Regions from separate parts of the Mus musculus genome. Here regions 1, 3, 4, 5 and 6 are each linked to region 2. A link is a contact called in public ChIA-PET, HiChIP or PLAC-seq and promoter capture Hi-C data. All regions are on one chromosome and are shown on one strand. Each heading gives the region's core, a stretch centred on a gene start, on an enhancer-like site or on the middle of the called end of the contact. The rest is flanking DNA. Distances are from core to core; before and after follow the strand shown. Region 1 holds the start of Traf2 (TNF receptor-associated factor 2). Region 2 holds the start of Dnlz (DNL-type zinc finger). Region 3 holds the start of Surf6 (surfeit gene 6). Region 4 holds the start of Adamtsl2 (ADAMTS-like 2). Region 5 holds the start of Slc2a6 (solute carrier family 2 (facilitated glucose transporter), member 6). Region 6 holds the start of Adamts13 (a disintegrin-like and metallopeptidase (reprolysin type) with thrombospondin type 1 motif, 13).

Evidence for each region. Promoter capture Hi-C pulls out the DNA fragments that hold promoters and counts their contacts. ChIA-PET counts read pairs in DNA pulled down with a chosen protein or histone mark. HiChIP or PLAC-seq counts read pairs in DNA pulled down with a chosen protein or histone mark. Capture Hi-C pulls out chosen DNA fragments and counts their contacts.
Region 1: a contact with region 2 is called in an RNA polymerase II ChIA-PET map of memory CD8 T cells, with 9 read pairs. The contact joins the promoter of Traf2 here to the promoter of Dnlz in region 2. A contact is called at or near these places in 5 of 39 promoter capture datasets (cranial neural crest, hematopoietic stem and progenitor cells, hippocampal neurons and 2 more), 1 of 484 Hi-C or Micro-C datasets (CD8 T cells), 3 of 115 datasets of contacts at active chromatin or transcription factors (bone marrow-derived macrophages, memory CD8 T cells and pancreatic cancer cells) and 1 of 9 other capture datasets (liver).
Region 3: a contact with region 2 is called in an RNA polymerase II ChIA-PET map of memory CD8 T cells, with 45 read pairs. The contact joins the promoter of Surf6 here to the promoter of Dnlz in region 2. A contact is called at or near these places in 15 of 39 promoter capture datasets (the 3T3-L1 cell line, the C10 cell line, HPC-7-derived erythroid cells and 8 more), 1 of 484 Hi-C or Micro-C datasets (regulatory T cells), 10 of 115 datasets of contacts at active chromatin or transcription factors (the SCID.adh cell line, bone marrow-derived macrophages, embryonic stem cells and 6 more) and 4 of 9 other capture datasets (adipose tissue, embryonic stem cells, liver and 1 more).
Region 4: a promoter capture Hi-C map of adipose tissue shows a contact between it and region 2. The contact joins the promoter of Adamtsl2 here to the promoter of Dnlz in region 2. A contact is called at or near these places in 1 of 39 promoter capture datasets (liver), 1 of 115 datasets of contacts at active chromatin or transcription factors (embryonic forebrain) and 1 of 9 other capture datasets (adipose tissue).
Region 5: a promoter capture Hi-C map of pre-B cells shows a contact between it and region 2, with 2.0 times the contacts expected there. The contact joins the promoter of Slc2a6 here to the promoter of Dnlz in region 2. A contact is called at or near these places in 5 of 39 promoter capture datasets (hippocampal neurons, liver, pre-B cells and 1 more), 1 of 484 Hi-C or Micro-C datasets (CD8 T cells) and 3 of 115 datasets of contacts at active chromatin or transcription factors (bone marrow-derived dendritic cells, double positive thymocytes and memory CD8 T cells).
Region 6: an H3K4me3 HiChIP or PLAC-seq map of bone marrow-derived macrophages shows a contact between it and region 2, with 3 times the contacts expected there. The contact joins the promoter of Adamts13 here to the promoter of Dnlz in region 2. A contact is called at or near these places in 3 of 115 datasets of contacts at active chromatin or transcription factors (bone marrow-derived macrophages, large pre-B cells and pancreatic cancer cells) and 2 of 9 other capture datasets (liver and macrophages).

What each region holds. Positions count from the first base shown.
Region 1 is chr2:25,545,166-25,549,556 of GRCm38.p6, forward strand. Traf2 (TNF receptor-associated factor 2) reads right to left here and starts at 1,775. Exons shown (of 11, transcript NM_009422.3): 1 at 1,697-1,775. It overlaps Gm35476 (a long non-coding RNA gene), which reads right to left. Exons shown (of 4, transcript XR_866044.3): 4 at 2,760-2,900.
Region 2 is chr2:26,350,538-26,355,308 of GRCm38.p6, forward strand. It overlaps Dnlz (DNL-type zinc finger), which reads right to left and starts at 1,573. Exons shown (of 3, transcript NM_026828.3): 1 at 1,236-1,573; 2 at 798-937; 3 at 1-21. The coding sequence starts at 1,475. It overlaps Card9 (caspase recruitment domain family, member 9), which reads right to left. Exons shown (of 13, transcript NM_001037747.3): 9 at 4,293-4,334; 10 at 3,820-3,868; 11 at 2,404-2,477; 12 at 1,948-2,024; 13 at 1,650-1,874. The coding sequence ends at 1,775.
Region 3 is chr2:26,900,150-26,905,024 of GRCm38.p6, forward strand. Surf6 (surfeit gene 6) reads right to left here and starts at 2,738. Exons shown (of 5, transcript NM_009298.4): 1 at 2,545-2,738. The coding sequence starts at 2,638.
Region 4 is chr2:27,075,985-27,080,759 of GRCm38.p6, forward strand. It overlaps Adamtsl2 (ADAMTS-like 2), which reads left to right and starts at 3,395. Exons shown (of 19, transcript NM_029981.2): 1 at 3,395-3,589.
Region 5 is chr2:27,026,312-27,031,189 of GRCm38.p6, forward strand. It overlaps Slc2a6 (solute carrier family 2 (facilitated glucose transporter), member 6), which reads right to left and starts at 1,687. Exons shown (of 10, transcript NM_172659.2): 1 at 1,506-1,687; 2 at 830-992. The coding sequence starts at 1,594.
Region 6 is chr2:26,971,690-26,976,548 of GRCm38.p6, forward strand. Adamts13 (a disintegrin-like and metallopeptidase (reprolysin type) with thrombospondin type 1 motif, 13) reads left to right here and starts at 1,727. Exons shown (of 29, transcript NM_001001322.2): 1 at 1,727-1,964; 2 at 2,240-2,309; 3 at 3,933-4,081. The coding sequence starts at 1,848. It overlaps Gm36649 (a long non-coding RNA gene), which reads right to left. Exons shown (of 6, transcript XR_003953777.1): 2 at 3,950-4,271; 3 at 1,217-1,379; 4 at 875-947.

The sequences.
Region 1 (4,391 bases), core at 525-3,024, 810 kb before region 2:
AACCACATGGGAAGTGGAGGCCTGACACCCCACTGTCAAGAAGGAAACCCCAAACCAACTCTCAGAAAACAGTAGTGAGAGGAGAGGCAGGAAGCATCTCCTTCTTGGAAGAAGGTTTTCTCCAAGTTGGCTGCTGCCATGTCCTCTGTGCTGTCCAGCCTGCTGCTACTTCATGGGTGCAGGAGGAACCACAGCAGGGATTCCCAGAGAGCTCTGACTGGAAGTGCTCAGTGTGCTGCAGCCCAGGAGCCAGTGAGACTAGGTTATGAATGCACATGGCCCTTGCTCAGGTGTGTGGACATAGTGGAGAATCTCCTGAGGAGCCCATGGTGACTGGCAAACAGGAGAAGAGTAACAGGGTTCCAGGCAGCCTGTATTGTCAGAGAATAGTCAGTTTAGGTACGGACTAGAGGGTCCCAGGGAAAAAAACAGCCAACAGGTAAACACCTCACAGACCTGCTAGGCAGGCAAGGAGCCACCAGTTCAGACCAGAGACACAACTGCTGACAGCACTCAGCCTTCCAGATGTACACACAAGGCTTGATAAAAAACAACCCTTCCTTCAGCTTTTAAAACTCAAGTATTTATAAATCCATCATTAAGTATTCAGCAATAAAGTTAATTTTTAAGACTTAAACATCAATTTGAGATTGCTTGGGGTCTCCACCTGATAACAGTTAACTTTGGGTCACTAAATACCACCTTTCTCAGTCAGTTACGCAGGCAGGAAGGGGCCGTGGTGGCAAGGTCAACTGTGACTTCTCTGGGGGACTGGTAGCCAAGCTAGTGAGTTGCACACAAGACAATGATGACATTGCATTGTGTCCACGGAGCTGAAAGTTTGTTTCTCCGATTTTGGGGCCCGCTGGGAGTACGTCTGTGAGTTCTAATCAATCTCATGTCCTTTCCACCTACTCAGGGCTTCAAGTCCATCATGTGGAATATACACTAGGTCCAACCTCCATTAGGCAGGCGTCAGGAGGTTAAGGGCCCTGGGATCAGTCTCCACACCCTGACACATATGCATCTATCCCATCAACATAGTTTCCAGGGCGGTGGTGGCGCAGGCCCTTTAATCCCAGCACTCAGTAGTTCGAGGCCAGACTACTTTACAAAAAGCAAGATAGTTTCCAGAGAAACAGAGGTTCTGAGGGGCAGAAAGGTGAGATCTGAAAAAATAAAGGAGGACAGGGAAGGTAAACCACCAACAGGGAAGAGGCCTTATGGGGGAGGTGGTGTCCGTGATTTGTGTAGCCGGGTGTCAGAAAAGGCGACGTAAATTTGGCAGACCAAATTTGACTGCCCCATCCAAAAAGCATAAGTGGGTGGGAGGTGAGCGGTAAAAGTGGCCTGGGAGACCAGGTATTCGCTCAAGGCCAGTAAGGGCAAGTGGGGCTCGTGGGTCCCTCGGGCGCGATGCCGGACCGAGATCTGGGGCAGGGACCGTACTGCTGTAACCCCGAGCCACCGCGGTAGGCGCGCAGCCAAGCACCGCTGCGGACGTCGCGAACTTTTCCGGCCCCCCTCCCGCGACTTTCAGTTTCCGGCTCCGCGGCTCCGAAAAGTCTACCCACCCACCTCACCCAGACAGCGGCGGCCCCGCATCTGACCCCCAACCGCCACTCCCACCCCGCGCCTGACCCCAGCCCGGCCGCCGCTGAGAGTAGACCCCCCGCTTAGATCCGCGCCGCCTCACCCAACGGTCTTCGCGCGCCCGGAACTCAGCGCTCGCCGGGAAACACCCCCGCTGCCGCGGCCCGCCCCGTCTGACGGACAGACGCACGCGCCTACCAGGAGCTCACAGGGAGCAGCAGCGGCCGTCGATTTGTCAAATAGGCCGCCTTGACTCTGCCCGCTGACAGACGGAAGCAGGAACCTACCAGGAACGAGCACGGAACCGCAGAGAGCGGTGATTAGTCAGAGCGGCGCAGGGGGTGGGGGCTAAGCCGGTTTCTCCGGTTCCTAGCAAGGTTGTTGAGGAAGCTGCCTTGAGCCTCTCTTCGTGGACGTCAGTCACTTGCAGTCACTTGCCACCAAATGTAACTCGAGTTCGAGCCCTGGGTCCACATCGTGGAAAGAGAGCAGGGGTTTATGCATTATTTAGTCATACACACAAATAGACGAATAAGTGTAATTTAAAAGTTTAAAGAGTTAACATTTCAATGAATATTTGCGAACAAAGAAGTGTAGACAAAAGGGTATACTGTGGAACAAACTGACATACTACAGCTTCCGCGACGAGATTTTTTTCCATCTGTTGTGGGAGAGGTTGCAAGGATGAAAGGCAGGTACAAGGGGAGGGGGAGATGGGTGGGATGGGGTGCATGATGTGAAATGCACAATGAACCAATAAAAAGGTTTTTAAAAAAGTTTGAAGGATTCATCAAGAGCACCTTCAACCACATGAACAGGGAAATGTCCCCCAAGAAAGCTTATGTTTGGAGACTTGAGTCTACGTCAACATGTAGATTTGTACACCTCTGACAATTGTCTATTCTCATCTCTGCAGTCCTGTTAAAAAGGTATTTTAAAAAAATTATAAGTATGTATGTCTGTGCACATGAGTGAAGTATCCAGGGATTCCATACAAAGAGGCCATTGTATCCCTTAGAGCAAAAGTTATAGGCTCAGGGCTGAAGAGATGGTTTAGTGGCTAAGAGTACCGACAGCTCTTCCAGAGGTCCTGAGTTCAATTCCCAGTAACTACATGATGGCTCACAACCATCTGTAATGGGATCGGATGCCCTCTTCTGATGTGTGTCTGAAGACAGCTACAGTGTACTCATAAAATAAATAAATAAATCTTAAAAAAAAAAAAAAAGTTACAGGCTCTTGTGAGCTGGGACCCAAACCAAACTTCAGAACTCTGAGAGAGCTCTTAACTCCTGAGTCATCTCTTCCTGCAAAAAAGAAAAAAAATATATATATATGCTGACACATATCTCTATATATCTCTAGACATCACACACACACACACACACACACACACACACACACACACACGCTACACACATAACCACATATAAACAACACCATACACATATATGTATATACACACAAAGTATTTAGAGCTCACCATCAGGGGTGTCCAACCCACAGCATGTATCCCAGGATAGCATCCCAACATTTGTAGCTGTTATATCACAGTGTGGAAGGATGGACACCTCTGCACTCTACCCTCTGTGTCTTGCCTGCATTCATTCTGTAACTGACTTTAAGAGATACTTATGCTCTTCTCTTTGGCAACCAGTCTCTTGAAACAATGTACCCCAGGAAATTTAATTATTCTCCAGGAGTCTCAGAAGGAGAAAGAAGGCTGAAGCCTGGGGCCAACCGAGGAAGAAACTTGTCTCCTGGGAAGAGATGTGCAGCTTCAGGCCATCTTGCAGGCTAGCCGAGCTCAGACAATGATGGGTCAGTGATGGACAGGACCACACCTTGACCCAGCCTACTTAGTGATGCATACCTCCAGCCTCTACTTGAAGTTAATTACTTCATCCAGGAGCTGGAAGGTAGATATGGTGAAGGCTGTGTCATTGAATCTCTTTGTTTTTCTTTCTAGTATGGATACATTGAATAGATCTTTTCTGCTTTTCACTGGTAAAGTTCACCTCTGATTAGCTTATTGAGGACAAATGATTGAGCAGGGCTTGTTCGGGATGCCAAAACAGGCTCTGACCCTAATAACTCTGGTAGCAGTTTAATGAAGATTGCAAGGATTCTGGGAGCCGAGGGAGTCCAAGTGAGATCCTGCAGCTATGAAAACTGTTCTGGGACAAGAGCTGCTTGCAGCAGGCACTGCTGATCCAACCACATTGACTGCACACCCTTGCTCCTGTGGAAGTTGGAATTCCCCTAACTGAATCAGGAATCCCACCCATAGGACAGCAAAGTTGTCCTCTTCTGCTGAAGTTCAGGCAACTGCTGGGTCACGTAGCTTCCTGGAGCCTTTGGGGCTTATTCACGGTAGTGAGTCCACACCTGTGGAGCCTTCTTTACCAGTGGGAGGAGGTGTTTCCTGAGAGCCCCGAGGAGCCTGAGAAGCTAGCCTGAACGTAAGCTCATTCGCTGAGAGCATCTGCTCCCTCAGGGCAAAATGCAGGTGTGCTCCATGCTCCAGACCTTCCCTCACCCACATCCACCAAAGATCTCATTGGCAACTGTGCCCACAGACCTTAAAGGCAACAGAGCCAGAGACCATCGTTGCCATAACAACCTTAACCATAGCCTACCAGTACAACACCTGCTGCCACAAAAATGTCACTTTAGACTTTTCTACTTGGAGATTTTATGTGCACTCTTTGGGGGAGGGGATGAGAGGGGCTGGTCTGTAGAGTGTGTACCAGAATTAGACCAGATCAAGAGAATGGGAGGTGCTCTCACTGCCCCAC
Region 2 (4,771 bases), core at 323-2,822:
GCTAGGATCTCTTCAATATTCCTGCAAGACAGTAAGAGCAGCATCAGCCTTACTCTGGGCTCCCTCAAGGGCATCCCATGGTCATCTTGGGCCTGGAACACTTGTCCCAGCATCCAAGTGACACCAGTACCTTGCAGGCACCTAATGGCACCTTCACCAAATGTATCTGTTAACAAGTCCTCAGAAGCCATCTCTCTCGTACAGTGTACCACCAAGGGCCGTGGCCCTGCCTCTCACCAGGTAACACCCATCCCTGCATTTCAGTCTTGTCCCTACATATCAGAGCTGAGATTTCTCTGCAGTCCAGGTCTAAGAGGCGAACCCTAGAGACCCAAGGCCTGCACACTTATCACAGGCTATCTCCTCTGTGGCTCTGCCCTTACTCCTGCCACTGATCCCTCCTCATAGAACATTAAGAAGGCATCAGGCACAGCCTCCAAACTGACTCCTGGCCCTCCCCACTGCTCTCCCAAAAGTGGGAACACCACTGAAGGCTGCCCCAGTCCATAATCTGACACATACCCTTCCATCTGCCCTGAGTTGGCAGAGGACAAAAAGCCTCCACTAGAGATTGATAAGGCCCCTGGCGAGATCAGAGGTCAGGCAGTGACAGAGGTAGAGCCATAGAACTAGTTTGCCATATTTGGGGCCATTCATGGTTCATCTGAAGTTCAAATTCAACTGCTTCCAGGTCCACGTGGAAGCTGGGCTGTCCAGGTAGAGAGATCCAGGCAATGGATCCAGGCTCACACAGGGCCACAATCTTACTGTCTCCTACCCCTCCCAGCTGGCCTCACCTCTTCCCCTTCAGGTCAGAGAACCAGCTTAGGTTGTCTGCGATGATGTGGTGGTTCTGGCAACCAGGGCAAGTCACGATGACCACGCCCTGGTGATAGGCCAACTTTGAGATGCGCTTGGATGACCGAGTCCCACAGACCTAGCTGGGTTAGAGAGGTGGTCAGGCAAGGCATACACAGGAAAGTCTCTCCCAAGGTCTAACTCCATCCCGAGGGACAGCCTCAACCCTTTCTCTGATGATCCCACCTAGGCGACGGCGTCATTTCTAGACGCCTGTCTCCTGATAACCCAACCTAGAAGGCCCTGTGCCTCATTCCCACCCAGCCATTTGTAAAGACTCCGCCTCCTCCCTGGTCCGAAGGATACTTCCACGTTTCTGCCAGGACCCTACACCAACAGGAAACCAGCCAGCACCAGGTGTTGCCGACAGCGCCCACCTTGCAGGTGTAGACGAGTTGATAGTGGTCCGCTTCCACGCGCCCCAGCGCCGCCGCACGCCCTGATCCCGGCGCGGAGCTCGAGCTCCGCCAGCCCGAGGCCCAGCCCCAGGCCCAGCCCCGAAGTCTCTCCGCGGTCTTTAGGCGAGCCCCCAAATCCCAAAGCCGCCGCGGTCCGGAATCCCGGGTCCGCACACTACGAAGTAGTGTCGGCATGCGGCTCAGCGCTGTCCGCAACATCCCGCCTGCGAATCCTTAGCCACCTTTTCTTGCACCGCCCCGTGAAGCTGCGTCGACCATTTTGGTAACGGGCGCAGCGGCCGGAAGCGGCCCTCTTCGGCTTCCATCCGCCACCGGTGCACTGCTTTCTGTTGCCCCCTGGTGTCGCCCCGCTTGCATATCCAACCAACAGGCTCAGCTCGGTGATTATTTTATTTAGTTGCATTTTCTAATTCTAATACAGTAAAAAAAAAAAAAAAAAAAAAAAAACCGCAGCATCCTTTCACAATTCCACAGATGCTCAGCCTCGGCGCGGTTCGCTAGGAGCCCTCGGTGTCGGTGTTGTCGCTGCCTGTCGTATTCCCGCGATCCCCTTCTCCCTGCCGCCAGCTGTTCTGCATCTTGCGGAGCGCCCGCTTCCTGTGGGGCCCGCAGTGTGAGCAGGTAGGCACAGGTGTCCCACCCGCCAGCCGTCCTGCCCGCCGCCCCACACCTGCGGTAGTTCTCGAAGCTCTCCTTGAGGCGCCGCCGCTCCTTCTCCGGGGGCTCGCTGCTGCTGGGCCCCATGCCCTAGAGAAGGAACGGGGCCGGCAGCTGGACAACGGGGCGGGCAGCTGGACACCGTGGCCTTACCACGGCAGCCCTGGGACTCCAGCAGGTGTGGAGCATAGCTAGCTGGCCGTGGGGTCTGCTGGACTCCGAGATGACTGAGCGTGGGGTGACAACCCCTTTGTAGCCAGGTGAGTGGAAGACTTCTTTGCAGTGAACAGCAGTATGGGTGTCCTTACATTGTCCCCTCCCCTGTCCAACCACCCCACTATCCAAATGTTACATCCTACCCATACACTACCAAAGACCTTGTGATCCCCAGCTGTCCAGTGGCGTCACCCTCCTCCCCAGGATCAGCCATGTAGTAACCAGGGCTCTTGGGAACCCCAATCAGCCTTACATGGGTCAGTGAAAGATGCTCCTTGTTCAGAGCCATAAAGGGCTGCTCTGGGCTCTCCCTGTCTGCCAGTACACCTGAAAGGAAGATCTGTGCTTATGGGGGCCCCATCTGGTATGGCCACCTCCCTCTGCAAACAGCCCAACTAGCATTAGCCTAGGTCAGCCTTACGGGCTGGGACCTTTGCATGAGTCCAGTGGGGACTGCATTTCACAGAAACAGGCTGAGCCCTTGACTGCTACATCAACAGGGCTCCTACCATCAGTCACCCATACCGCCCAAGCTGACTGTCACCAAACACAAGGACAGATGGCTAGGAAAGACTCCAGGTCCCCATGATTATTTGCGAATGCATGCCCCAGTCCATGTCCCTTTTAGCTTGGCAACATTTTTGTGTCTAGTGGTTCCCATGGGTGGTGTGGGGGCAGCCTCAGTGGAGAGCTCAGGGCATCGGGGGCCTGGGTTAGTGCAAGTACACCATATTAATTAGAAGAATAATCATTCCAGGTAGCCAGAGCCAGCATGCCCCAGGTCCTGGGCAAACCAAGGCTCAAGCCTCTAGGTAGAAGATGTGCAGGGAAGGCTATGAACATCAAGAAACAATTATATCCAAGGAGGGCTCAGGGTGTGAGAACAACCCCGTCCCAGCAGCCCTGCCCCCTTCCCCTCTCATTTTCGTTGTGCCTAACTGTTGGCATGCCTTCAAGGGAGCTGGCTGCTCTTGCATCCTTCTCCTTGTGTGCCCACATGGAGCTCAGTGACCTCAGGTTGGGTCTTGGGGGCTGCAGTGGGTGACCCGTGCTTCTCCATCTACACCTCTTGTTCCCCTTTTGCCTTTGGTTAGAGCCTGGGGTAAGGCTGAGCTGAGGAAGTCTGTCTGACTTGTCACGAAAGCTCCCTGGGCTCCTCCCTGCGCCAGACCCTCTCGCCACCCACCCTCAGCTGCCCCAGCTGCCACCCCCCAGCTATTAGATCAGAGGAGGGTCCCGCCTGTCAGCCTGCTGTGGATAGCACAACCCCCAGCTCCTTGCTTGTGGCCCTGTCCGTAGCTCTATTCCTCCCCTCCTCATTGAGCACACCTGGGTACTGGCTAGTATCTCCCCCTGCAGGAGGAAGGCTAGTGGGGAAAGATGGGCCTATGAGGGATGGGGCCTCCACAATCACTGTCCTCTGAGCCACAGACCCTGAGACCTAAGTCCCACATTCAAATCAGATTCCTTATTCTCCGGGTGTGTTAGTCTAAGAGTTCTGCCCTTCACCATTGACTCTCCTTGCCTTGGGGAGTATCATCCTTGGCTGGAGTGGTGTGAATTCTGAGACAAAGTAAGTGACACAGCTTTACGTGCTGAGGATGGGCCAGGGTTAGGGAGGCCAGGAGACTGCAGCCTACATGCCTCTGATAGTACACGGTATCCTCACCTTTGTCTGAGAGCTGGGCATCCTCCTCCAGATCCTGAGGCAGTGAGAGCTTCCAAACAGAGACACGCCACCCAGTTAGACCATGCTACAAGCCACCATTGCCCTTCCTGTACTAAGTGTGGCCCAGCCCACTGCCCGCTTGACTCCAGCTCCTCAGTTGACACAGCCATCACTATCACCCCTCTGCACAGAGATTCTCAGGGACTCCGTCCCAGTCAGGCCAACAGGCAAAGGAAACCCTAGCATGAAGCTCTTGTCCTGAGAGGCCAGGATATGGGACATTAGTCTATGACTCACTTCTCACTTCGCTCACAGCAACAGCTTAGAGTTTGGCCAGCACTCTTCCCTGAATCCAACCCAAAATGAGAGAAAAGGGACAGCCCAGTTTAAGGGGACAGGACCATGTGGGAGATGAGTGTGAGGTCAGGTAGAGGTTGAAGGCCAGGGAAGGACCACTCTATGTCCACACTCACCTCCTGGGAGTTCCTGGGTGAACTGTCTTCCAAGTCAGAGCTCTGTGGCCACAGAAAAGGGAGTTGGTCAGTGGGCTGTAGGGGTTCCAAGCACCTGGGTATGGGGTGTGTAGGGCATGGTAAGAGCCCCATCCAGGCTCCATCCTCTAGGGAGGCCCTGCACATGTTTCTAGATATGCCCAGAATATGTCTTTCTTAACACTACACTCCAAGCCACCTGAAGGTTACTCCTTGGTCAAGGCTGCAGTCATTGGAGTGGTGTGGATAACCTTGAGTTACATCTGTGGCTGTCACTTCGCCATGAAGAGCTCTAATGAGGAAAACTGGGATTTAGGAAGGCCAGGCATTTTCCGAGGCCACAAGCAGGGCAGCAGTCATGGCAGGTTAGTGATAGGGCTGCTTCCAGGCTGATGGTTCCTCTTGGAATCCTGCCTTGACTTCACATCCTCCCCAGCTCTCTCACTGCCCAGCCCACCCTG
Region 3 (4,875 bases), core at 1,488-3,987, 550 kb after region 2:
TGTCTCCAAAGAGCAAAAATAAATTATTATTTTTTAAATGCAAAACATACTCACCCACTTGGCAGGGCAGTTATGCACATGAAGAATAGAATACCAAATATGGCTTCAGGGTGGTCACCACCCGAATATCTACACATAACCACCTCTTCTAAGTAATGACAGTACTGCCACACACTTTCTCCTCACTGCCCAAACCTCAACACTAGGCTCATGGACAACAATTTCCTCCTAAATAAAACCTGCCAGCAGGGTGTGGTGGAGCACGCCTTTAATCCCAGGACTCAGGAGACAAAGGCAGGTGGATCTCAGTGAGTTTAAAGCCAGTCTGGTCTACAAAATGAGTTCCAGGACAGCTAGGGCTACACAGAGAAACCATGGAAAGACAAGACAGAGGGAGGAAGGGGAAAGGGAGAAAGGGGGAAAAAGAAAGAAAGGAAGGAAGCAAGTATACCAGCCTTCACCTTGGAGGCGCGCTCCTTAAACTCAGGAACCAAACACCAAGGCTTAGAAGTCCCTGAAACTGACCAGATTCACTAGATCCCCTCTTCCCCAAGCATAGATAAGAAGGCAGAGCATCACTTAATCAAACAGAAGTACATGAAATAAATACTCTCCAACTTTTGAGCTGCCTGCAAGTTGTGCAGTGCACTTCAGGTTTCCAGCTTTTGTGATCCATCACCCATGCTGGGGTAGACTTTGGTGGTAAAGCTGTGTTTGAATCATTTCCACTCCTGTGAGTCACCCCATAAGGCTCAATTCATTTGCCTCTCTGGACTTCAGCAGTATTCTGCCTTTGGTTCTGCCAGAGATTTCCTGGAAAGAAGCTGTCTGCAGACTGACTCCTCCATGTGACTAATAGATAATAAACGTTTTGGAATATACTCACTTAGCAGGCCAACCTAAAAATTAAGAATGCTATCAGCACCAGGCACACCTTTAATCCCAGCACTCCACTTCAGAGGCAGATGCAGACTAATCTCTGTAAATTCAAGGCCAGCCTGGTCTACAGGGTCCAGGACATTACAAGCTACACAGAGAAGCCCTGTTTGGGGGACGGGAGGAACTGCCATCAGCATCTAGTCCTAAAGAAAGCTGTCATTTTGCTATATGACCTGGTATACACTCTAATGTATTTTAAACCTGCTTTGACTTTCTTCGTTCTGTCAAACTTCAAGAAACTACTTCAAGGAATATTTTCCCTTGGAAAATGGGACTTGGGGAAACCTAAACCCATGTTTACAGGCCACCATCATTCTAAATGGGCTCCAGACCAAATGCTTCATTGTGCTCACGTGCAGCATGTGTGTCCTGGCTGAGCAGGTACTCATGTGTCTTCCTACATGATACCACACAACAGCTCTCACACACATTAGGCAAGTACTCCAACACTAAATCATACTTCCAAACCTCCTTTTTCTTTTGGTAAATTTATTACATTTTAATCATGTGCACCATAAATGAGGGTGGCTGATGGGAACAATCTGGTCCTCTCCTAAGAGCTGTAGATACACAGAACTATTGCACCCTCTCTCCAGCTCCGTTTGTTTGTTTGTTTTTAACACATGATCTTAAGCCAGGCGGTGGTGGCACACCTGGGAGGCAGAAACAGGTGAATCTGAATTCAAGGCCAGCCTGGTCTACAGAGCAAGTTCCAGGATAGCCAAGGCTACACTGAGAAACCCTGTCTCCAAACAAGCAAACAAATAAAAGGGGTCTCAGTATGCAGTCCTGGCCATCTGGAATTCACAGTAATCTTTCTTGCTTGTTTGCCAAGTGCTGGTGTTAAAAGGCTTGCAGACCACCTCCCACCTGTGCCTCCCAGACTCGTTTACTTTTATGAGTGCTGTTTGTAAGTATGTCTGTGCATCAAGACCATCCCTGGTGCCACTGAGAGCCAGAAGAGTGTTAATGAGTCCCTAGAACTGGAATTAGGGGCTGGTGTCAGCTGCCATGTAGCTGCTGGGAACCAAATCTGGGTCCTATGCAAAAGTAGCAAGTGCTCTTAACCACTGAGCCATATCTCCACCCGCTCCTTTTACTTTCGGAGAGTTTCCTGAAGTTGCTCATGCAGAGGTGATCACATCCTGTAGTCCTGACAGGCAGGCGGGTCTTGACCTCGAGGTCTTTCTCCTCAGCCTCCCTACCAACCAGGCCCAGACGCAATTAACATTTTATGATTTAAGACTTGCTTCCACTTCCAAAGATAAGGAAATGTTAGCGCTTTAAACTAAACAGCCAAGAATGGAGTGTGCGTTCTTTCAACACAAGAAACACATTCACAGACAAGGGCTGAAAAACACACACGCCAGTAAGAAAACTCTTCACACTTGTAGTAGCAAGCCCGATTTTCTTTCCGTTCGAGTCTGGTAATTTCCTAACTGCCTCCCACTCCTTCAGGGCCCAGAGCTCAAGCTTTTGCTGTCCCCGCGAGTACCCACCCGCTCGAACTCATATCCCTTGCGGGGGGTCCGGCCCCGACCTAGGACAGCGGGCTCCTTACTGACGGCGTCTGCTCCCAAAAGCTGCTCGAGCCGGATGCCTTACCCCATGTGCTCCTCTGTCGTTCAGGGCCAGGCTGCGCGCAGATCTTCTTGGCCAAGTCCTGAAGATAGGTATCCTTGGCCAGGAGAGAAGCCATGCTGCCAACCAAGGCTGGGACCAGAATAGGAAGCTCCCGCGGTGGAGCCCCGCCGGAAGCTCCGTACACGCAGGTACCACCAGTAGAGCGGCGTGACCCCGCCGGAAGTATCTTATGCGCAGACGCAGCCTGGAGCACCGGAAGCCACCCCCAAGGATTAGCCGTAATCTAAACTCCAGGTTAGCAAACCAGCCAGCCAGCCCCGGAAGCCACAGTGTAAATCCGCTAGCAGCTGCTTTCCTCTCGGAGCTCAATTAGCCATGCCTGACGGGCCGGCTACTCCTCAATCTGGAGGCGTTTCTCTGAAAATGGAGCCTGTAACCTGAGAGGGCTGGGCTCCCACCGAGCTTGAAGCCCTCAGGGCCGGGCAGACCTGGGCTACTATAGCTCTTTCCCTACTGCTGGACTGAAGGTCAGAACCCCGCCTGCAGGGGATGCCCAGCATCCTATTGCCACTCCCGCCACACAGAGCAAAACGCAATCAGGTATAAAAAGACGTGGGCCACAACTAGAGACCTGAGTATGGCGTGGATCTTAGATTACATGCGGTAGCAATGAATCTCAATGGTGATGAGCCCTTAGGAATAAGAAACTACTTGCAGATGGCGTTAAAGCTACTTATGAGGAAATGAAGGGAAAGGCAAGCCCAAAGAAGAGCCTGCCCGGTAGTTTTTTGGGTGTGACCCAGCAACTCAGAAGTTCATGAAAAAAGGTGACACACAACTTACATCACTTGTGACTCTGAATTTCTAGAACACTAAATCCCCAAGCAGTATCTCCAGGGAGCTCTGGCCCTGGCCACGCAAGCAGAGGAAAGACAATGGTGCCCTTTAAAGGAGAAGTTTCGCTTTTAAATGTGAACGACAGAATTGACTAAACAATAAAACACTGTCTTTCACTAGGTGGCTAAGCTTTCTCCAGGGCACTTACAAGCTCTTCCAACAGTTAACACTGCTTTGGCATCACTGCTGGAAAACTCCCTCACTGGGGCAGTGACTTGCCCCTAGCTACACATTCCAGTGCTATGTTCTTTTTGGCTATTGTAGGTGCTGGGTCACCTGGTGACCAGCCTATGTTCCTTATAGACCCAGGACTACAACCATGGATGAGGCATGCTGATGGTAGTCAGGAGTGACAGGCTGAATGCACATACCTGCCCGAGAACCATGGTTTCTGTATGTCAGCCGTGAGCCTGGTACTGAGGGGCAATGGGGTCTGAGCTCCCGGTTTCTAAGATCTTCGCTTCTGAGCAAGACACCTCAGCCTTTCCAAGCCCAAGGCCAGTCCTTCTAAGATGCAGGCATGATAGCTCTAAGTAGGATGGCAAAAATAGGTGGCATCAAAGGTACAGGTGCTGCAGTCATATAGCTTGCAGTACTAGCGGATTCTTCATCCATTTATTTTATGTCACGGATTTACTAGATGCCAGGAACCCAAAGCTATATAAGGAGGGGCCGTCCCACTGTTCCCTCCATGGGTGTCAGGCCTCTTGGTGTTACTGTGCTCCTCACATGCGCTGCTTTGTGATGGACAACTCCTGGGAGAGGTTACCCAGCCACTCTAAGGACTTGGAGCTGTTGGAATCCCTCGGCGTCTTTTGGTGTCTCTATTGCCAACACTGTCTTTGCATCTCTGAGTCTCTCACGCATGTGTGCAGGTGTGAATGGTGTGTATATGTATGCCTGTATGTGGTGGACATGTGTGATGAAGTGCCAGCCTAGGCCTCACTCTCCCATCTCCCCCTTACTCCCTCTTCCCATCAATGTAGTATTCCCTGCCCTGAGCACAGTGGCTTAGGTGACTCGGCCACACTGTGGGTTTGGTTGGCCAGGTTTCAGGTCACAGTTTTCTTGGCTGTGGGATGATGCTAGTGTCTACTTGAAGATCCTCCAGCCACATGAGAGATGTGAAGGGGTGGTGGCTCAGTGGCTGCTTCCCCACCTCTAAGGGCTCTTCTTCCACCCCAGAGGCATGGTAGGGAAACTGGAAGCCCCCATCTGGACTCTTTATTTCCATTATAACAGTGTTCAGCCCTGATTTTGACACCTGTTACTACAGAGACATCTTTGGGCCTGCACCTGTCCCACAGCCCATACTACCTGTGATCAGGGGTTGTTTACCACCCCAGCCCCATCTCAGGGCAGCCCCGAACTGGAGTCCAAGTGGCTAAATTGAGCCCCTGAAGGAGAAGTGACCAGAGCAGAGGACACTACTAGACTTAGAACTTCTGTGCTAGC
Region 4 (4,775 bases), core at 2,145-4,644, 730 kb after region 2:
CTGCTGGCAACTGCATAGGGCTGAAGTGCTCAGTGCAGACCAGCCCTCTACTAAGAACTGTGTCCTCTGTCCCGTGAGTTGGTTGGGTCTCATCCCGGGAAGAGCTGCTACCTTTTGGACCCAGGTGTTGGAGCAGGGCTGGGGTTTGAACTCCAGATCCCCTGCTGTTATCTAACCTCCAGACTGTCTGGCAAATTCATTTTATGTGGCTAAAAGAGACAGCCACAGCCTAGGTTCTTCTCTGGACCCAGGAACGTTGACATGTCTGTTTAAATCTTCCCCACACAAAGCCTAACGCTAAGTTTTAATATAATACTCAAGCGTCTAGATTTAATTTGGCTTGAAAAAGGTATTCCAAAAGCACTTTCAAACATTCACAGTTTGACCTCAAAAAACCCAAACTAACCAAAAAGGTCTCATCAAAGTTTACTTTTTGTCATTCCTTATTACACATCTCTTAATCTCAGGATTAGAGGATACAGGCTAATGGCAGAGGAGTTAGTGGGGGTGCCCATGGGTTCTTTGGGCAGGGAACCTTCTCCTAGGTTTGCAGGTCCAGTGGGATGTCCCTAGCTTTTGCTGCTGTGTCTAGAACAACCATAGGCAAGCTGTGATCTCCCAGGAGTCTGCAGTACCAGCATTCCTTGGCTAGCCATAACTTGAGTACCCAGCCTCTCAGCTTTCGGTTTATGGAGTGCCAGCCACATCTCACCTCCGGCCACATTAGGTCTTCTAACCCTGTTCTTGATTTGATTTGGGGGATAAAGGAGCCCCTTTTTCATGCAATCTCAGACCACAGTCAACTGAGGAGTTATACTGAGACACAGGCTTGGGTTCCTCAACTTGAACTTCATATGTAGGCTTCACAAAAAAGCCAGTATTCACGGACAAGATCAGTGGGAAATTCAGTTTTCTGCTTTGTGGTCTAGCCTAGTACATGCTATGCTATTTCTCACCTGGTCACCCAGGAGTATGCAACCCCCATTCCTGGGCAGCCTACAGTGAGTGGAACAGCAGAGACTCAAGAATGTCCATCCTTCAGGTTTTAGCTGAACCTCAGAAGGAGTACTAGCCTCAAGTCTGATGGGCCATTTCAGGAAATAAAGTCATAGGGTCCTTGTGGAAAGCCCCCCACACCCCAGAAAAAGAAGCTTCGGAAGAGCAGGTTGGGGGTCTAAGCATGTACGGAAGAGTCAGACAGGAACCAGACCAGAGCCACTGGCTCCTTCGGTGACTCTAGGTTACCTCAGGCCCCAGAAGCTTGGTGGATGGAGTGAGGAATGGGGGTCACAGTGGTCCCCTGGACTGCATGGACAGGTCATTTATGAGACTCAGCACAAAATGTCCCCACTCAGAAAGCAGGACAAAACTTTCTCATCAGTACACTTCTCCTGGCACATCATGACATTTTATTGTTTAATGCTATACAGCTTTGGTTCAGGGCACTTGACAGTTGAGTATCCACCCTCATCGGTATGAGGGAACACTCTGAAGATGCAGGGTAGGGGAGGAACCTGGTTGGGGGGTGGAGTTTAGTCTTTTTCAATCTCTCTGAAATCCTCAGCCCATTGTGGACCAAGTAGTTATGACTGCCAGGGAGTCTTGGATATGGAAGTTCCTAAGGATCTTCCATAGGGAAATGAAGGCATAGCTAATGCAGGAAGCCAGTACCTAGAGAGTCACACACTCGTGGGCATCACAAAGGCAACGATACATCTCCACAGGTCTGTCTTCCAAGTGGCCAGGCCAAAGGAAGATGCCGAGTGGGCATGTCAGTTGGCTGTGGGGTCCCTCCCAAGGGAAACTGTTAGTCACCCCGGCGCTGGAGCATGTGGAAGCCAGAAGTGCCAGGAGATCTTGGGTCGGCTCCAGGGTGTACAGGGTCTGGTAGTCAGCCAGGGTGGAGGAGAAGTGGCAGAGGCTTCCAGAATAAGGGAGATCTGATCTGGGTCTGCCAGTGAGATCCTGTGCACATGTACATGCATGTGTGTGTGTGTGCTGTGTGTCAGGTTGTAGAATGTCTGTGCTTCTTCTTATTGGCCCCAGGGGGGCAGTGTGAGCCTGGATAAGGGTCATGGGAGGTCAGGGTGACAGAGAACAGAAGCTGAATACCTTAAGGTCAGTCACTACTGAACACCGGCAGAGTGAGAGCTGACCCTCTGCCCCCTGTCGCAGTCTAAGCTGGGAGAGCCAGCCAGCATCTTTGAAGAACCAGGCAGAAGGAGAGGGTGTGTGGCAGAGCAGCGCCGCAACCTGTATCTGTCACAACTTTGACTGGTGGCTTTAGCAGACCACTCCACTTCCCAGCCTCAGTTTCTCCTCGGTAAAGTACAGATGATGAAGATGCTTGTCACCTGACTCAAGCCTCACAGAGAGGCTGGGTGCTGATTGGTTTTTGCTGGTTGCTTTGTTCTTGGCTGCGGTCTGGTGGTCAGACACAAGACTTCCCCCAGGGTATCACTCTTAGCAGCCCAAAGAGGCAGCTGAAGAAGCTTATCATCTAGCACAGAGGGAGGGACAAGAGGGAGGGACAGAGAAAAGGAGAGGACTTCCAGTCCCCACTACAGGGACAGAGGCATGGATGAAATGGCTCAGCCAGCTTGTGGGATGTTGTTTCAGAATCACTTAGCATTTGAAGGTGCCTGTTTTCCAGGACGGGGTGCTTCAGAGAGCAGGAAATGTCAGAGCAGACATCTCATCATCCAAAGTCCTCTTGGATTCATAAGACTTCAGCTCTAGCTCAGCAGGGACAGAGCTCTTGAGTCCTGCTTGCTTGCCAATAGCTGCCCAGCTGCTGTGGGGTCCAGCCAAGCTGGTACCAAACATCTGCAGAATACCCCGTGCCGACGATCTTCCTAGACATCTGGTCGATAGGCTGTAGCCACCTCTTCCTCTCCCTGGAGCCATTGGTTGGTTGATCTCTGGATGTATCTCAGTTCCTCCGTTGTTCAGGTCTGTTTTCCAAGGACGGAGGGTGGCCTGCACCCGTGCAATGTCTGGACCTCTGTGTCTTCCCTGTGAACAGGAGCCGAAAGCCTGGACATCACATGGTTTCCAGCCTTCTCTGGAAGCTGAAGTTAGATGGGTGGGTCAAGGGGGCTCCGCTCCACCACTGCCAACCTCCCTCCACATGACCTCAGGCTAATTGATCCATTAGGGTCAGTCACTCTGGACCTAGGCAAGCCAGTCTCAGGCTCACTCACTGATCCTGGACTGTGGCAGCAGCAGCCAGCAGGCAGCTGGACAGCCTGGCCATACTCCAGAGGAGCAGAGCGGGTTAAAGTGTGCGCCCGGCCAGCCGCCAGCAGGCTGGGCGGGGGAGCAGCGGTGGGAAGTGTGAGTTCCTCCCCGTCTGCCTGACAGCTATAAAGGCAGCTGCGGCCACAGAGCAGCCACTGGGCTGAGAGCCCCTCCTGGGAACCCCCTCCCTTGAATGCTCTTTGAAGTGGGAGAGGGAGGCAGCTGGGGAAGCAGGACCAGAGACAGGCAGAGCCCGCACATCTCTGCACTCACCTTCCTGCACCGTGCACCTGGCAGTAGCTCTCACCCTTTTCTCTAAAAGGAGGACAACCTGCTGACCCTGGGTGAGGTAGGCCACTACATACTTGTCCCTGCTCATACTGTGGTCTTTGGGAGGTGTGAGATGTAGCTTATCCCAGACCAGCCAAGCTGTTCAGAATGGGGGCCGGGGGATGTCCCAGCCCCTGGTGAGGGTATTCAACCACAGAGAAAGGGGGGAACAACCTATGCCACACAGTGGCAGGGTGGTCCTGAGGCAACAACCTTGGTACTAGCAGTTGCTGTCTGGTCTGCAAAGCCATGCTGTGGTGGGCCTGTTGAAGGTTTTGGACCCTAGGGAGAGATGGATCCTGTTTGAGCTGGACTTGGCTGGAATCCAGCAGTGTCTGGGAGCCTTAATGAAAACCAAGTGTGAGGCTGACTGGGCACCTGTCTTTGGCAGCAGCAGGGACTGGGGAGCCATGGAGGCTAATGGGACTGTGTGAGATGGGGACTCTGTGCTGGAGTGAAAATAGGGACTCAGATGGAGACCTTCAGTGTCGGGGGTGGGTGGACGTAAGGGTGATGCTGACCAAGCTCCTGGACACCTGCAGGAGAAGGAGGGAGGGAGGGAGAAAAAAAGGGAGAGGGAGAAGGACAGAAGGACAGTAGGACAGTAGGACAGTTGGTATCAGGGCTTCGAGGGTGCTGACCATTTCCAGACTTTCTTCCCCTGGAATTGCTGGGTGCGACTGAGTCCCTAAGTTTGCTCTGTGGTGTGTGTGTGTGTGTGTGGTGGGGGAGGGGGCAGTAGGCTACCTTGTTGTGTGGCTTTGGGCAAGCTGCCTCTTTTTTCTGAAGCCCATTGTCTAACTCACCAGCAGATGACACCCACCTGGGACAAGCTACATTAGCTTCCTTTCTAGGACAGGGTTTAAATTGAGGTGCGCAGCAGCCATTCTGAGAGTTGGAGCAGCAAGGCTGGAAGCTCTCTTGATTTGATTCACCGTAACCCTTGGTGGGTGTTTGGGTTTGAGGGGCTGTTTTGTTGGAAGGGAATCAGGAGCCAGGTGCAGGCTGTACCTCCTTCTGCCCCTCCTCCATATCTCTGTTCTCTCAAGAGAGAAGGGCCCTGAGACAAAGTTTGGAGCTAAGACGAAAGGATGGAGACTTACCATCCAGAGACTACCCCACCCGGGGATCCATCCCATAATCAGCCACCAAACCCAGACAATATTGCATATGCCAGCAAAATTTTGCTGAAGGGACCCTGTTAT
Region 5 (4,878 bases), core at 437-2,936, 680 kb after region 2:
CTGTCTACAGTGGCTCTGTCCAGGAGTGTCCAATATTTTTTTGAGCCCAAGCAGGCCTCAAGAACATGATCTTCCTCCTTCAGCCTCCCAAGTGCTGAAGTTAAAGGCATTTTCTATGGCTCACACACTACCAAAGAGAACCCTATGACTTGTAGGCCTGGGACTTTAAGATTTGGGGGTCATTGGAGTTGTTGAGGAATAAAGAATTTGGCTGGAGTCTGCCACTCATGAGCAGTGGGACCAGGGCACACAGTGTGGCCTCAGTTTCTTAGTTGCGTTATGGGAAAAACATAGTTAACCTCAGGGGTGAAGATATTTCACGAAGTGTCTAGCATGTGCTCAGCATGTGCTGTGCGCCTTGCACATTCCCACCCCATTTGAAATGCTCAGGAGACCCCAAATCTTTCCAGCTTTGCTGTCAAGTCGCAGTCCTAACTCAGGGTCTACTGACATTCTAACGTTAAAGTCTTGGGCTCCTGGGCTCTGTTTAGCCACGTTCTGTCCTTGTCCATATGGCACCTCTCATCCCGCTAGCATCTGGTGTGACTGCCTCCAGGCACCCAGGAGGATGTCAGCTCTGCTGTGGCAGCCTGGCTTTGGGTATGGGGTTGGGAAATCTTCCCCTCAGCCCTGGCCCACATCTCTGCAGGATGTCACTTCCTCATGTCACTTGCCATCACCGCTAGCAGACGGGAATGCGTGTTAGGGAGAGATACCGGTGCTCTAGGGGAGGTTCCAAGGCTAGGTGATTTTAGTTCCCTGTGGTAAGCAGGTTGAGTGGGCCCATGCTCCCTCCACTACCCCATCTGATTTAGAGAACAGGCCTCACCCCAAACCAGGATGCCTGGATTTTGTCCAGGTGTAGTGCTGGGTCAGAAGAGAGCTTCAGTTCAGGGATGACTGGAGATGTGTAGACCAAGGCATACCCAAAGCTGAAATTGCCCAGCACAGCGGCGAAGGTAGCCAGGAACACCCTTCTGTTTTTCAAGGCCCTGGTGGGGGATGGGGTAGAACCAAAGGACCAAGGACAAGTCCTTTAAATGGACCCTGAGTTCCCAGACTGCTGCCTTCCCCGAGCCCATGACCATCCAGCTCGGCAGATAACCAGGAGAGGCCTGGGTCCAGGGCCAGTCAAGTTGTCTTCAGGCCTTAGCAGCAGCTCTGGGAAATCCCCAGGCTGTCGGCTGGGGCTGGTGCCCGTTTTCTCCAGAAAAGAAATTGTGGTTTTTGCCTCCTGTTGTGATGCTCAAAGCTTGTTCTGTGATCTTAGGCAAGACCCATGTCCTCCCCCTGTGGCAGGTGGGGATCCCACCCAGTATTCCTTTGGAGGCTCTCTTCTTTATGGTGGTCCAGTTCTTTAAATAGGACTTGCGAGCATGCGGTAAGAAAGAGTCAGATGACTCTTGGTGGCCACTCACCAGAAGTCAGTAATGGCCCAAGATGTGTATCGTCTGCTGGAGATAAGGCCATCCCAACCTCCCATGCCCACACCCTGAGACTCTCACCCGGCTCGTTCTCTCTCTCCAGGAGTCGCGGGCACCTCGGGGAAGGTATCATAGTCGAGTCCCTCGGTTCTTAGCAGGGGTTCCTGCATGGCCAGCGCGGATGGTCAGATACAGCGGGACTCCACTGCAGAGCTAAAGCATCTGCCTGAGCCCTCAGCACAGCAGGCGAAGCTCCGCCCTACAGATGCGATTGGCTGCAGGGCGGCCCTGCAGAGCCGTGCTGTCCAATGAGACAGCCGCACGCCTCGGATGCAGGGTGCGATCGGGCTCCCGGGCGTGTCCCATCGCGTGCGCCTTGAGGCGCTGGATTCTGCCGGGGAAACCCGCTTCTAGGGCAGGGCCGCCTGAGCACCCTTTCGCCAGGCTAAGAGCGTGGACTGCTCCATGGCTGGGTCTGGCTTTATGGAGGAGAAGCCCAGAGAGTCGTAAGCTTGCCAAGGTCACACGGAGGATTGTTATTATTATATATTTTTTTATTATTGCCTTGCTTGGCCCTGTTCTGTGCCCTCTCCCGTCACATAGATGTCACTTCTACACCTGCCACTTCACTTCTCGCCTCCTAACCCTAGTTGACTCCAATGAATCACTACTTTGGGTGTGTACAGTAAGTAGGAGGAGGGTGGAGCAGAAACAATTAGGGGTAACTCCAGCAGGTGCCCTGCGGTGTCTCACCCCATAGCTGTGGACAAACCCCAAGGCTTCTCTCTGCTAGCAAGCAATCTGTCTCTGAGCTACATTCCTGATCTCTGGGATTTCCTGGTTGTCCAAATAGCTTGCACTGTTCAAAATCATTCCAGTAATGGTATAAAATGACCAAAAAAAACGAAACAGAAACTTCTCTAGGAGGTGGAAAAAGCCACAATCAAGATGCCTATCTGTGTCTTTGGACTTTTTCAGTCACAGGAGTGGACTTACTTCCTGTTCACATTTATAAACTGACCCTTTGTTACCAGGCTATTAAAACAGTAAAGGGTGTTGTAGAAGTCTCAGTTCCCCTTTAGAAACACTTCTAGAGAGGACAGTAGAGACCACAAAACTGCTGCGACCCACCCTGGCTGGACGTCTTTCCTTCCTGTGTTTGCCTTGCCTGTCTGTTACTTAGTGGGGAGGTGAACTTTCAGTGAGTGGTGTTCCACTTCACATCCAAGCTGAGTGTGTGTGTGTGTGTGTGTGTGTGTGTGTGTGTTATACATAATTTTGGGAGCCTGAGAGCACTGGCTGCTCTTGCAAGGACTCAGGTTTGATTTCCCAGCCCCACGGGTTGGCACACAACCCTCCTCTTACCTCCATTTCCAGGACAATTGGTGCCTTTTGGCATCAGCTTTTATGTGGTACAGACAAAACACCCAAACATGTGAAAAACTTAAGATATATAATTTTTAAATTTTATGTCTGTCTGTGAGTCTGTGCTCCTGAAGCTGAAATGATGGACTTGTAGGAGCTGGAGTTACAGGCCGGTCAGTCACCAAATAGTAATGGGAGCCAGAGCATATAGGACCTGGTCTTGTAACCGCTGAACCATCTCTTCAGGCCCCTTCCACTCCTTTGTCATTTGAGACAGGGTCTGATGTATTCCAAGCTGGCATCAAACTTTCTAGGTAGCCACCCACTTTAATTTTATCCTCTGGCCTCCACCTCCAATTGGGACTGCAGCCCTGGATTCATTCTGTGCTAGGGATTGGACCCAGGCAGGCACTACATTAACTGAGCCACAGCCCTATCTTACTCTGAGATAAGTTTCACCAGGTTGTCCAGACTGGCCTTTCAATACTCCTGCCTTAGACCACTAAATACTTGGGGTTGTTAGGTAGGTAGTCAGACATGCAATCTTGGTGGCCTTTGAGGACATCTCTCACACAATCAGTTCTGTATCCCACTTCCTGTGTCCTGGCAATGCAGCTTTTAAGGAAATGTCATAGTTGCTCCTTAAAAAATTTAAAAAAAAAAATGGGGGCGGAGGGGAAGGTCTCTCTATTTAGCTATGGGTGACCTGGAATTTACTATATTCCCTGGTGGCCTGCCAGGGATTATTTAAGGACCTTTTTTGAAAATATATTTTACTACATTTTGTTTGTTTATGTGTGTGTGTGTGTGTGTGTGTGTGTGTGTGTGTGTGTGTGTGTGAGAGAGAGAGAGAGAGAGAGAGTGAGTACCATAGAGAGAGAAGACATAAGTGAACAACTGGAGATAATCAGTTCTCTTCTTCTACCCTGTGGTCCCAGAAGCTGGACTCAGATTGTCTAGTTTAGGTAGCAAGCATCTTTACCCACTGAGCCATCTCACCAGCCCAGGACAGAGCGGGTCACTATATTCTGCTGGCAAGGCAAGTTCCCTGTGTCTTACCATGTTTCTTTCCCATGCTCCCATGTGGTCCTTGTCTGTGGGATGTGATGTAGGAGGGTGAAGCCTTTGACAGGCTCTTCTCATTTGGCTCACTGGGATGCTTTCTTTCCCTCACCCACCATTCCCATAACCAAGAATGACCTTGGCTCAAATTTAGGGGAAGAGAGGGGAGCAAAGAGAGCAGCTGGGGCTTGCCCCAATTTGGCACTGTGGGTTGGTCCCTGAAGCCCATGACAGAAAATGGAGGCACTGTTCAGCTTTGACCATGTGTGCTGTGTGTGATCCCAGGCTTCAGGGCCTTTCAGACGAAAAAAATTTACATGTTGCTCGAGTGTGCGTGTGCGCATGCGTGTGGTAGTGCATGCTGCATATGTGAAGGTCAGCGGCCAACTTGCAATAGTTGCTTCTCTTTTTCACATTTGCCTCAAATGAGAGCAAAGTTACACATGGGCACACTGTCCCTTCTTGCCTTTTCTTCTATGGGCTCCTGCCCCACTGGTAGTTTGTGAAAACAAGGATTGGGAGCCAAGCCCAAGCCGGTCCTAGTGACACTTCTGTTCCCCCTAGCTGAGATCAGACCTTCTCTACCAAGGCAACAGGTGGACTCCTTTCCCATGAGGCCATGGATCTCCCTGCTGCTTTCTGCTTCCAACTTCCCTTCCCTTACAAGCCTCTGCTGTCTCTGGGATCTCCCTTGCTTACCCGTTCAGGGAGACTCACCTCCAGCTACTTCCTCTTGCTCCCAGCATCCTCTTGGCTCCTGCTACACCCATTCTAACCTCAGTACCTTTCCAAAAGGGGTGAGACTGTACTCTCATGATATTTTCTTTCTTCCTTCCTTCCTTCCTTCTTTTCTTTTTCTTTTCTTTCTTTTTTTTTTTTTTTTTTTTTTTTTTTTTGGAGACAGGGTTTCTCGGTTTCTCTGTGTAGCTCTGGCTGTCCTGGAACTCACTTTGTAGACCAGGGTGGCCTCGAACTCAGAAATCCACCTGCCTCTGCCTCCCGAGTGCTGGGATTAAAGGCGTGTGCC
Region 6 (4,859 bases), core at 477-2,976, 620 kb after region 2:
CACGAGTTTACTAAGAGACTGTGCTTATAAGGGGGAAGGCCCATCCGCATCTGCACACCCCCCCCCCCCCCCCCAGTCTACTCTTGGTGCCTGGAGCCATTCTGTCAGCACTTGGTCACCAGGCTGGTTGCTTATTCAGGAATGTCTCAGGAAGCAGAAGAGCAGGGCAGTTGTCACCTCAAAAAGGAGACAGCCAAGTCGAAAGCTGCACCGCAGGTGGCCCCACCTCAGTGGTGACAAGGTTTGTACCAGCCCACTTCAGGCTGGGGGGGGAGGCTACAATAATTCACCTACATGACATGGTAGGCGTTCTCTCATGCTCCTGGAACTCTGGCTCCTGCCTAAGGTACCACCTCCCACAGCCCCTACAAGAGAAGCATGGTCAGTAGTCACATAAGCAATGGCCCAAGCTTCTGACCTTCAGGCTAAACTCCTCCCTAGTTACCTAGCAACAGTGAAGACCATAAAAAGGGGTGCGCAGCCCCCACTATGCTCTCTTACCCTTACTCCTTTGTTTCTCTCACCTCTCACTTCTCTCTCCTCTTCCCCTTCTCTTTGTCTTCTCCTCTCCTCTCCTCTCCTCTCCTCTCCTCTCCTCTCCTCTCCTCTCCTCTCTCTCTTTCTCTCTAGCCTTTCCCCTCCCCCTTTCTCCTTTCTCTCTTTTCCCCTGCATTTCTATAATAAAGCTCTTAGACCATAAAGAGTCTCTGCTCCATCAAGTTCCGCTGCGCACTCTGGTCAGTGTTGGGAACTTCTTCCCCTATTCCCTCTCTCTTGTAACCCTGGGGCTTTAGCAAGGTAGCTGTGGGGGGGTCCCCTGGTCGGGGGCTGCCCCTTTCTCCACCTCCCCGCTGCGTGGGTCAGGCATGCTCACCCGGGCTGAGTGGAAAAGCATCCGGCAGTCTCTCCGCGTCTGCCTTTATTTTGTTCCCAACAGTCAACGGGGTCTGCAAGGGAGAGAGTGGGGGTGGAGGGACAGGAGACTTGAAGAATAGAGACAAGACTGTCTGATCAAGTCTCAAGTCTCGTTTATTGAAAGGCAACTATAGGTATATAAGCACAAGCTGGGGAGTGCAGCTGGAGACACTTAACCACAAGTCCAGGACGTATAGGAGATAAACAAGATGTTATCAGAGTATGTTGAGCTGTGGTGGGCTTCTTGCAAAAACATCATGCTAGGAAAACAAGTCTCTCATCAGGGTGAAAAAGTACCTACCTATTAGTAAATAGCCTGAGATGGCTGCAGAGATGACAGCTGTTTTCTACTAGGAGTCGGCTCCCAACACAGGTGCAGACCAGATGGACAGCTCAAAAAGGACTTGGGGCAGAGGATTGGGCGGAGGGTACAGGGTGTCTGCAAGTGCAGTGAGAGGCAGTCTCTGCAGGGGTAAAGGGACAGGAGATCTAGATGAAGTCTGGAAATGGGGGTGCCAGGGGAGAGGTAGGCTGAAGGGCCAGGACTGTCATGTCCTTAGTGCATCCTTTTAGTGGCTAGTCAAAGATTCCAAAAGAGCAGTCTCAGGGTCTGTCACTATATGCGAGCCCACACCCCCTGGGTCCTATTAGGGCTTGCTTTTGTCCAGACTGAACTGCTAGACCAGACCCTCCCAGGAGGAGGGTGCACAGTTGGAACTTTTCCTGGTGCAGGACATGGTTGGTGCTCTTCAACTGGGAATCATTCCAGGCAAGAAGCTGCTTGCTGCCCACCCCATAACCCTGCCCTGGGAGGAAGCTCCCAAGAGTAAACACTGCCTGATGTCCCGCCCAGCCAGCAAGTGAACATTGCACACTAACCAGAATCCCAGTCACTAGGGCTCCTGTCCGGCCATCAACTGCCTTTTCTAAAGATGAGCCAGCTTTGCCTGTGGTTGACGTGCCAGCCTTGTTATGCTGTCAGTGTCAGAGGAATCCTCACTGGTGCCATCTTCATTCTGGGCTGCTGGGGGCTCTCTGACTTCCAGAAGGTGGGATCACACAAGATCTGGTGTTGGGTGTTGCAATCACTTGGGAGAGGGGATGCCAAAGCTCTTGGGTGGAGTGGGTGGAGTCTTTCTGCTTGAAGAGGAGGAAATTCGTTTACTCTGGTAACAAGACAGACTCCATTTTGTTGCAGTATGTGGACTGATCTTCCCTGCCTAGGCACTGCCCCTCATGCTCTGTCCCTATGTCTGTTGTCCTCTCTTCTCCCCCTTGCCACCTTCCTCCTTCCTTCTTCTCTTCTATGTCATTTGTTTTGCAGAGTCTTCTTCAAGATCTGGAGCCCAAGGATGTGTCTTCTTACTTTGGCCACCATGCTGCTCCATTCACAGGTAGCTGTCCTGATGTACTCTGAGCCAGGGGAGTTTCTTGAGCTCTGGATGAGGGACCGAGGGACTTCCCATTGAGTCAGACCCACGAGGGTTCTCTCAGTCATAGAAGGAGGAAGTCAGAGAAGCTAGTCTCTCTCTGTTAATTAGCATCATTGCTTCCTGCCAACTTGATAATAGTTGTTCTGGGTGTTCTGGCTGCCCTGGAGTCCTGACCCCAGGCTTCTGTTCAGCGTCACAAGTGAGGGGATGTTCCTCGGCTGGCCTCCTTAGCCTGTGGATGGCCTCCAGGGGGCTGGCTGATTTTCAGGAACTTGCCACTTCTAGCCATAGCTGTAAATATTTATTCCTTCTTTGGAAACAAGGTGAGTGACAGGCCAAGCAACTCTGGCTCCTGTCCTGTAGTGCTCCTCCTGGAGAAGGCTTTCCCACGACCTATAGCTCTGCCTCTCAGGATTCCATCTCTTTTCTCAGAGGAAAAGTTGGTGGTTTTGATTAGAGCCCTGGTTGGGGGATAGACTGTGGAGCCAGCTCACTTGGTAAAGTGTGTCTGTGTGTGGGAACTTGAGGGCTGAGTTTTAGTTCCTGTGTTCACATAGAAAGCTGGGCAGAGGAGTGCACAATTTCTAATTCCAGTACTGAAGAGAGGCAGTGTGCATTGTTCCAAGACCACAGAAACCTGGTCACAAATCGTATATCTCACAATCCTTTCTATTCTAACCACTGGCCAGGAAAACACACGGGTCGGCCAACCTAGCCTCGTTCCTGAGCCCCAGGTCTCAGTGAGAGATCTTGTCTTAAAAAACAAGATGGGGGACTCCAGAGGAACAACGCCTGAAGTTGACTTCTGGCCTCCATACACACACCATATAGATGCTGACAAGGTCCAGAGAGAGATGAGCCTAGGAGTCAGGGTACAGAAGCTGAGGAGATGTCCCCCCACTTAAACCCAGTTTTTCTGAGGCCTGGGCAGGACACAGTGTCGGGATCATTGGGTCTTCCCACCTCTAGGTTCCTGAAGGTCTGGGACACTGTTCCCTGAGTTCCTGCTCCCTGGGTTCCTTCTCCTTTGAACTCCACAAGACAGTGAGCACTGAGCTGGATTCCTGAGGTCCAGAGACCAAAGCTGGCTATCCTCCTTCCTGTTGGTTCATTTAAGGAACAACCACTTCAAGGCTTAGACTACTTTGCTGAGAACTGATCCAGCCCCTAGGCAAGGTCCAAAGGCTGTAGGCAGCTTGCATTCCATTCTCTCTGGACCCTGGAAGAGCAGGACTCTTATGTAGAACCCTATCTCTGGCCTGTATTCCTCCCTCCCTCTGTCTCACCAAAGAAAGAATACTGGACCTCTCCTCCTTAGCGAGAGGGTCCCAGATGGAGGAGCAGGGGAGAGGGAGGTGGATCCTGTCTCAAGCAGAGCCTCAACTCTTTAAAGACCTGCTCCCTTTACCTGCTTTCCAGCCTGAACTGGGACTCCTGTCCACACCTTCACCAAATACTCAGACTGAGAACTGGGTCCCGAGAGTCGACATGAAATCAGCCTTTTGACTGGTCAGCCCTCTCTGCTAGCTCCAAACACCTGCTTTCTAAAACTTTGGTCCTCAGCCTCTCCCTTCCCCCCCCTAGGCCATCCTCCCTCTCACCTCCAGAGACTGAGACGGAGAAGGACTTTGGAGGACATTCTGCACCTGGAACTCCTGGTAGCTGTGGGCCCCGATGTTTCCCGGGCTCATCAGGAGGACACAGAACGCTACGTGCTCACTAATCTCAATATCGTGAGTGGTGTTGGGCTATGACCCGTGCAGGAAGATGGGCTCAGGGCCCTGGGGGGTCTGTGGGCTCTCCCTCCAAGCCTCTGGACACAGGGCCTCCCACTCACAGGGCTTGTGGTCACAAGTCAGTACATTTGAGCACGGTGAGTTGAACTCTCCCATAGAAGCTGAGGGTCAGCTGGAGCTCATGGCCCTGAAAAGAAAGGGCGGTCACTACTGTCTTCCTCTTCCCCCTCTCCACTGTCTGCGACCGTGGAGCAACGTCAGGGAATCCCTCTCAACACCAGAGTCCTTCCCGGAGCCTCTCAGCTCTGCCCTAATGTTCATTTGGCCGACAGCAGGCTCAGTATACAACTGTTCTCTCTGCAGGCCTCTTGCCTCTGTCTTAGGGAGGCACAGGGCAAATGAGCATTCCAGGTGTGAACAGGTACTATTCTGGCTGAAATGTGAGGCTTCATTTTTTTTTTTTACAGACTCCTCCTCCCTGTGATCTAACAGGTGGAAGAGCAGAGGTGCCTCACACCATTAACATGTATGTCAGAATGGCAACATGGCAGCCAGTGTTCTGTTAGAGAGGACTACCATCCATACAGCACACACAGAGCACATGTGAGATATGATGGTTCGAGGACAGCAGGAATTCACACTATACAAATGGTGTTCATGGGCGTTCATATGATAGCACTAGAACCAATATGAACACGTGGAAGGCAGAGGCAGATGAATTTCTGTGAGTTCAAGCCCAGCCTGGCCTACAGAGTTCCAGGACAGCCAGGGCTAC